2 separate regions of the Mus musculus genome follow, and region 2 is linked to region 1. Evidence: chromatin contacts called from public Hi-C data. All regions are on one chromosome and are shown on one strand. Each heading gives the region's core, a stretch centred on a gene start, on an enhancer-like site or on the middle of the called end of the contact. The rest is flanking DNA. Distances are from core to core; before and after follow the strand shown. Region 1 overlaps Fbxl13 (F-box and leucine-rich repeat protein 13). Region 2 overlaps Fbxl13 (F-box and leucine-rich repeat protein 13).

Region 1 (3,969 bases), core at 55-2,554:
CGGAGAGATGGACTTGCAGAATTGCATCTTGAGGATCCGGAGTTGTTTGCAGCCTATTTGAAGGTCCTGAATGATCTGGTCTGTAAGTTGGATACAGCCAGAGATATCCAAAATGTGCAGATAATGGCACCTTGCAGATAATATCTCCATCCCTGCATCGGTAATCTGAACACAGCCAAAGTAAGGAGCAGTCAGTGAGTGGCTCTGTCCTCCAGGAGGGCAGCATCTTATATAGGGTGCAGTAATAAAAGCATGGCAAGAGTGAAATACCTGCCTCAAGAGATACCAAGCAGATTTGTGATTTTGTTGTTTTGTTGTTGTTCTTAAGCATCCTCTGGTTTGGATGAGAAACCCTCAATTTTTCTTTAGTAATTTAATACCTCTTGTGTCATTATGAGGAACTTAGGAAATGCTACAGCAACAGATCTGTTCATGCTTGAAATCCTCTGTAAAGCTTTGCCAATTTGGAAAAGTATGCTTAATACCACTATGTTACAGAAAATTTATATATATATATATATGTTCATCTCCATACAGGATCAGATTACCATGAGAACGGATGGTTGGGGCATCTCTAGTAGGTCATAGGAAAGGATAAATGCCCCAGTTATGGACAGAGAGCAGTCATTGTACGGCAAGAGGGTGATAAACAGAAGCAACAGACCGGGCAAGTCTCAGACAAATCTTGGCCAGTCTTCTACTATCCGAGTCTGTCAGCTGTCCTGCAGAGTTAATTCAACTCCATTTCTAATCTATTTCACTGTCTTGGGGTCTGGCTTTTGATTTATGGCTGAACTGAAATTTGTTGTAGAGTAAGTTAGATTACTCTCCCCAAAGGAATTTTTCCAACTGGATTCAATTTCCTACTTTATATATACGAATGCTTAAAAAAAAAAAAAACATATACTATGAGGCTTAGCTCACTGTTTTTTAATGTAAAGTTAAGAGAATTATGCAGAAAAGCCCCGTGGTTTGACATGTCTACTTTTCAAGTATGAGAAAGTAGATGTTGTCATTGTCTAAGCATTCCCTGTTTCCAGAACATGCCTGGAACGAAGACTCAGAATTGTAACTGGTTCTCACAAAACTTCATTTAGACATCCCTGCCATAATAATTGAGTCTCTGAGGATCTGGTGTCATTATAGAGGGACACTGAGGTGAGGGGACAGTCCAGGCAGATGGAGCTCAGAGTGGAAGGGTTTGTCACAGAGACTTGAAAGGAGCCCTCATCTCTAGTTTGGAAGCTCCGTGTGTTCAGTAGGGAGGTGGTGTGTGTGTGTGTGTGTCGGGGGGTGGGGGGTATGACTCAAGAGCTGGAAATTGGAGACAGAGATGAGTTGGCTGTATTCCTGATTCAGATGCAAGATCCTAGCTTTGGCCCACTGGACAGATTTTTATTCCTAACACGACTTCCTTTGAATTTCTGGGAAACTGTTTAAATGAAGTTACTTCCTATTTTGGAAGAACTATAAGCACATTACTTTAAAAATTAGCAATGTATTAGAAATGTATCACCTTAAAACCTAACTACTTCTGAACTTTCTACAGCATGTCTTAATTAGATTCTGGAAAGGGTTTCAAAATGCAATACAATTGTAGTCTGCTTGGTCTTGTGTTTTCTTGGAAGGTGCTGGTGGCTGGCAAGTGCTCAGAGAGCCTGTGAGAGGGCAACACGACGTCCAATGAAAGAACTCTTCTCAGCTGAGGACCATACCAGCCAGCTTTGAGTGGACCTAGCAGATGGTCACAGCCACATGGACAACCCTAGCTCAGCTGGTAATTGAAGAGCCACCCAACTGATACCAGCTGGCCATTGGAGTTTGAGCAAACAAAATAAGAGAGGTCTGGGCCAGAGAGATGTCTCTGGTCGAGAATGTGTACTGCCCTTGCAATGGACCTGAGTTTGGTTCCCAGCACCCATATCAAGCTACTTAACTCTCTTAGCCTGTAACTCTCCAGTGGGAGTCCAACACCTCTGGCCTCTGTGGGTGCACCCATAGGCACACATAGAAATACAGAATTAAAAATCAAATAAATCTGGTTTTAAAGTTCAAAAAAATATGTGAGTTTAAGCCATCAATTTTTGGGGTAATTGGTTGCATAGTAACAGATGATATACACTATAAATATATATATGCTATATATACACTATATATACATATATATGTATGTATATATACATATATATATGTGTGTGTATGTATATATACATATATATGTATACATTAGCCAACAACATGTCAGGCATGATAAAAAAATCCATTGATCATTTCTTTCTAACCATTATAAAACCTCTAACTGACATATGACCATGTTGAAATCTAAACTGGAAGCATTTACGGCTATCGGCGGAAGGCAGGCCTCTGAGTGAGAGCTAAGTGTACAGTGTAGGCCTCGCTCCAAACCTGAGTGAAGGGTGACCTAGGAGGGGGGTTGAGAACACTCTCCTGTCAGGAGTTTTCTGTCTTACATTGTGGGCTGGCAAGGTCTCTAGAGAAGAGGCATCTAATCTCCTGCCTGAAGGGAAGTTCTGGCAGCCACAGTCTGAATTCTGAGTGAGAAGGGAAAGTGCTAACGCTAACTTGTCTGCTCTCCAAATTCTGGAGCCTTGTTCCCCATTTCACTTTTGTACCCAAACTCCCAGTGCAGCATGGCCTTTCCCTGCAGAGACCTTCTGCCTCACTATCTCTAGACAATGGCAATTTTGCTCTCCAGGGGACATTTGGCAGTGTCTGGAGATATTCTTGGTTTTCAAGATGGGAAATAAAGACTTCCTTGTCTGGAACTTCAGAACTGTCAGGGTTGAGAAAATGGATGTCCCTGCTTCTGGTTTGGGTGGGGTCTTGCCCAGAGATGTGGAGCAGAGGAAGTCTGGGGTCTCGCTGCGTCTCTAGAGTATTTAACACAGACTTTAACTCCCTCCTAACAGCATTCCAGAAGTCAGTGCTGCTGCCAAGCTTTAAAGCCCATTGTATGGCTCAGACATCCTCAGCTTTCTCTCCTGTAGCATGCGTTCCCATGGGTTCCCATGGATTCCCAGCTGGCTCTGTCACCTAAGCTGTTCACCTATTTTCAAGTCCCCAGTTTCCTTACTCCTGTGTCCCTCCTGTTTGTCTTATCCTACTGCACTCTCACTGCTCAGCGGCCATCGTGGCAGAGCTTCAAGGGAAATTACGTGTGTGTATTTGATCTGCCTTATTAACCTAGACTCAGGGTTTCTAAAGACAAAAGAAAGTGGGTTATATTATACTTTGAAAGTATTATTCCATCCTTTAAAACAACAAAACACAAACCTCCATTTCTGACATTTCTGTACACAGAAGAAAATTCTGAAAAAGAAGTATTTAAGTGTCAGCAGTTTGTGCCTTACTTCTCCCTGTAAGCGATTATATAGTCAATGCTTGTAATGACACTATTTCTTTCATGCTATTCCATCCTACTTTTTTCAGGAAAGTCATAGATTCTCAAAGTTAAGACCAAAGATGACCAAATAACCTTTCGACAGACTACAGGGACATTGTCTATCTGCCCCACTGAGGAAATGCGTAGAGAGTCAAACAATGTCAGTGAAGTTTATGTTAATACTTAGTGGTTTTTTTTTTATAGAGGAGACATGCAAATTATTCCTGTCTGGAAGAAACTCTAAACCAAGGTTCTGGCTGTGTTGCCCTGTAGGGTATTAACCAATTTCAGATCTAACCTGAGACCCATAATTCAACATTCTTTCTTTAGTTCCTCTCCAGTTCTTTCTAATGCTGTATGCCATGATTTTATGACTTTGCTGATCTGCTCATTGATGCATTAAGTGAATCTCTAGCACAAACTTATATTTGCACATAATTCTGGGTGATGGTGGCACACACCTTTAATCCCAGCACAGGAGGCCAGCTTGGCTTACAGAGTGAGTTCCAGGAAAGCCAGAGCTACACAGAGAAACCCTGTCTCAAAAAACCAAAAACAAACAAAAC
Region 2 (4,260 bases), core at 694-3,193, 99 kb after region 1:
TTAAAATTTAAAATTCAGATACATCTCTTAAGATACTGTTACTCTAAATTTCTACCTCTTCCTCCAGCAAAACCAAACAGCCAACAAACCAAAAACACAAACAAAAAGCCCTTTCTGATGATGGCCACAGAGAAGGGTGGGGGAGCAGGAAGGAGGCCCCCTTACTACAGGGCCTTCCGGAAGACAATCCCCATGTGCCCGTGAGAAGACCACAGTGCCCTGCACGGCTACTCACAGAGTTCCACAAGGAGCCTCTCTGAATCATCGCCATCCAGGAGCGGTTGACTCGACTGCACGCCATCATGTCTTTAAAGGTGAGGTACAAGAAAATCTAAACACAGAGAAGAAAAACATCATTTTGACTGATACCTGAATTTTGGTGTAGTTCTTCCATTGTGTGTGTGTGTGTGTGTGTGTGTGTTAACAGCAATATCTTCTGTATATTAGATAAGGCTAGAGTTACATTTCAAGGGAGGAATGTTTTCTTTGTTTTGGTTTGGTTTGTTTGTTTTTGTTTTTTGTTTTTTTGTTTTTTCGAGACAGGGTTTCTCTGTATAGCCCTGGCTGTCCTGGAACTCACTCTGTAGACCAGGCTGGCCTCGAACTCAGAAATCTGCCTGCCTCTGCCTCCCAAATGCTGGGATTAAAGGCGTGCGTCACCACTGCCCGGCTTCCTCAGACTCTTATAAACATAAATCTGGGAATTTTTTTAAAGCTGCATCATAAACTATATTCTTACAGTGAATTAAACAAAGTACTAGGTGGAACTCTATAATGTAGTCTCTGTTCATAGTTCTTTACAATATTTTATTACTATTGAGCTGCAAACTCTGTAGAAAGTTTTATATAAACCACTTGAAAATATGATCATGTGATAGTTCAAACTGATAGCTACAGAAAGATAGCAAAAAGATGAGCATGCTTGTTTTCTGCATGAAGGAAGTATTCTGGAAGAAAGCTAGTGATCTTTCTCTAAATAGTAGCTAAAACACAGAACTCATTTAATAATTGCTAAGATGAACTGCATTTTCCTAAAGTTATGATATTCTTAGGAAAGCTCAATAAACCCATCTGGTTTCCATCTCTGGATAAGTAGCAGATTGGGAAAAAATATTCTTGATACAAAACATCAATAAATACTAAAACAAATTTTAAACATAACTTGAATTTTTTTTTAAGTAAAGAAAGTTTATAAATCCAGACTGACAAGCACTCCTGGTACAAGTGTCTGGAAGGCAATAGGGATGGTTTCATGACAAATGAGCTCTGTAAGCCTATGCAGACACAGGAGACAGTCACCACACTTATCCAACAGAGGCACATACTACACATTATAATGCCGTTGGAATAAAAATAAACCCTCCCCCAAAGAACTGGTAAGCAAAGACCAGCTGCCATGCCTGCTTTAACTGTTTATGGAATCCACCTGAAATCTATGATCTTTGCAGCTGGATTTGATATATTAGCATGAAACATGGTTCCAAATTGAAAATAACCCCTGGGACATTGGTCAGAAATAAATCATTTTCTCTAAAGAGACACAAACTGGAGCCAAGCATTACAGAACTGCCACAAATTAAGCCCAAATAAAACTAAAGGCTAACCAACACGAGGAGAAAATCCAGTAAGCGTAAACAGAAATGAAAACATCACTGGTCAGACTGTGATCATAAAACTCCTAAGTTTTAAGTTTAAGGTAATCAATACAAGGAAGACAGCATTCTTGAGAAAGATACTGTCAAAAAAGACTAAAATCTAAAATTAAATAGGAGTAAGAGAGAAAGTGCACACACACACACACACTTTCCGAAGAATATTGAAATCCCCAAAGGGGTGGAGGATACAAATAGTTCATGATGAGCAAAGAATCTAACCAGTACATAGCTACCCACACTAACCTTGTAAAACAGTAGTGTGACTAAAGCATTAGAGGAGAGACTGCTCAACAGTTAAGAATGCTTTGCTGAGCCTGAGGACCCAATTTGGGTGGCTTACAACTGCGGGTAACATCCACTCCAGGGGACCCACTGCCCTCTGCTGGCCTCTTCAGCACCTGCACTCTCAAATTTTAAAGAGACTAAACACTAGATGATAATAACCTAAGAATGGAGAGAGCAATCACGACTAAACTATTCTAAATTCGGTTTTCGCTCAGGAAGAAAACTATACCTATTCGTTCACATTGTTATTGCCTAAAAAGTGTGCATGTTGTGCTGGCTTCGGGTTAAGCAATACAAAGAAGTATAGTTCTTGAGTGAGGAGGATCTAAAAACTCAGGAAGCACTCCACACTTCTCAAACTGCCTTCTGAATATTTATATTTACACTCATCGACAAATGCTACTTGCAGGGGGTGTTTTTGTGCACTGTGTATTCAAATGCTAATATCTGCACCCAGAGACCTGGATGCAGCCAGGACTTGCTATAATATTAATTTACATATATGTATAATTAGATATTTTCTTTATTTACATTTCAAATGTTATCCCCTTTCCTAGTTTCCCCTCCGAAAACCCCCTCCCCCCTCCCCGTGCTCCCCAACCCACCCACTCCCATTCCTGGTCCTGGCATTCCCCTATACTGAGGCATAGAACCTTTACAGGACTTGTCCTCTCATTGATGGCCGACTAGGCCATCCTCTGCTACATATACAGCTAGAGCCACAAGTTCCACCATGTGTTTTCTTTGATTGGTGCTTTAGTCCCAAGGAGCTCTGGGGGTACTGGTTAGTTCATATGGTTGTTTCTCCTATGGGGCTGCAGACCCCTTCAGCTCTTTGGCTACTTTCTCTAGCTCCTTCATTGGCTATTGTCCTTATTAAGAAGTATTTCCTGACTCGGTTTTTGTTTTGTTTTTTTTGTAAAACATTGTTCTTCATCGTCTTCTGATTGGTCAATAAAGAGCTGATCAGCCTATAGCTGACAGGAGAGAAGGCGGGACTTCCGTGCCTTGAAACAGGCTGAGGTTCTTGGAGACCAGGGAGTCTACCAGAAGACAGCGAAGCCAAAGTGAGAGGAAGACTGCATGTAACCCCTCGTGGCTCAGGAAGTAGGCCTGGGCAACATAGTCGGGTTAGAATAGATCAGAATCTGCCCAGCTGTAGTGCTTGAAGCCTTTAATAACTATCAAGGTGTCCATGTCATTATTCAGGAACAAGGGCAGGTATAGAAAAGCCGGAACTTTTACAGCTACTCTTGGCCTTAATGAGAGAATACTTTCTAGTGGACACTGGTGAGCACAGAGATTTCAAAACGATGAGAATATGTGATGGCGGAGGGCCTATCCCTAATCAGTGTATTTATACCACGCTCTCAGAGGATGCAGCAGAAGAGAGGCAGGAAGAATGCAAGAGCGGCAAGATACGGAAGGGCGATGGATAACTAACTCCATCTGGGCAGGACACGGACTCTCAGCAGCTGCAGATGTCTGTGCGGGGTCTGCACAAAAAAACGGGCCTGTCAACACCTAGGCATGGGCGGAACAGCTCAGGCGCCTCCAGTCACCGCTGAAGTATTTGCTACTGATACACTCAGGGAGAGGGACAGCCATGCTCTTCAGTTGTGTGTCCACTAGTGGCCTCACCTGTGGATGGTTCCAACCTAGTGTTCACGCAGATGTCTCTGGGTAAACTGAGCGGGTCATAAAACAAAGGCAAAAGTCATGAATCTGGGGAAAGCATGTGGTAGAGATTTCGAGGGCAGGGTTAGTAGGGACGGGAGGCAGGAGAATGTGAAAGAGAGTACTAGAACACATTACATATATGTAAGAAATTTCAAAGAACACAATTATTTTTTTAAAGAAGCACATATTTTAAAAACGAGTAATCATTGAAAAAAACGGCAGGAAAATATTGTATATTTTCTAAACATAAACGTAGGAAAAGTGTTAAAACTCACTTTTTAAAAAGGCATGAAGAAAAAAGTCTATAAAATACAATATTTTATGACTACCTATAAAATGAAATAAGAACCCACGAATATCAATAGTCACATGTGGTTTTTTCTTTTTTCTAAACAGAGTCTTATGTAGCCCAGGCTAGCCATTCCTGATCTTCCTATCTCAGTCTCTCCAATGCAGGGATTATAGGCGTGCTGATATCACTACACTCAGGAAAAGTCACAATCAGTTATTGAAAATTCACCAGTTAGAAGACAAAAATCACAGCTTAATAATGCTTTTTGCTCTGATATTTTCCTTGAGTACTAACATCTCATTTTTATTCATTTGGCTTACTATTATAATTTAGGTAAATTTTAAAATC

Evidence for each region. A called contact is a pair of places that touch in the nucleus more often than the background predicts.
Region 2: a Hi-C map of muscle stem cells shows a contact between it and region 1, with 3 times the contacts expected there. The contact joins two enhancer-like sites. A contact is called at or near these places in 3 of 15 datasets of contacts at CTCF or cohesin (the NIH/3T3 cell line, large pre-B cells and pro-B cells), 20 of 484 Hi-C or Micro-C datasets (the 3T3-L1 cell line, B cells, the C2C12 cell line and 12 more) and 6 of 115 datasets of contacts at active chromatin or transcription factors (the NIH/3T3 cell line, bone marrow-derived dendritic cells, embryonic fibroblasts and 3 more).

What each region holds. Positions count from the first base shown.
Region 1 is chr5:21,486,212-21,490,180 of GRCm38.p6, forward strand. Fbxl13 (F-box and leucine-rich repeat protein 13) reads right to left here. Exons shown (of 21, transcript NM_001199632.1): 20 at 2-165. It also overlaps a transcript of Fam185a not described here. Among named protein-coding and RNA genes, the nearest start is that of Lrrc17, 55 kb to the right of the region's middle. Within about 2 kb of position 1,305, at least 42 of the 459 cell types and tissues checked have an H3K27ac peak or open chromatin away from gene starts, as enhancers often do. A contact at or near this core is called in the C2C12 cell line, the NIH/3T3 cell line, fibro-adipogenic progenitors and 1 more, where this site is marked.
Region 2 is chr5:21,584,963-21,589,222 of GRCm38.p6, forward strand. It overlaps Fbxl13 (F-box and leucine-rich repeat protein 13), which reads right to left. Exons shown (of 21, transcript NM_001199632.1): 8 at 236-331. Among named protein-coding and RNA genes, the nearest start is that of Lrrc17, 44 kb to the left of the region's middle. Within about 2 kb of position 1,944, at least 40 of the 459 cell types and tissues checked have an H3K27ac peak or open chromatin away from gene starts, as enhancers often do. A contact at or near this core is called in the C2C12 cell line, the NIH/3T3 cell line, fibro-adipogenic progenitors and 1 more, where this site is marked.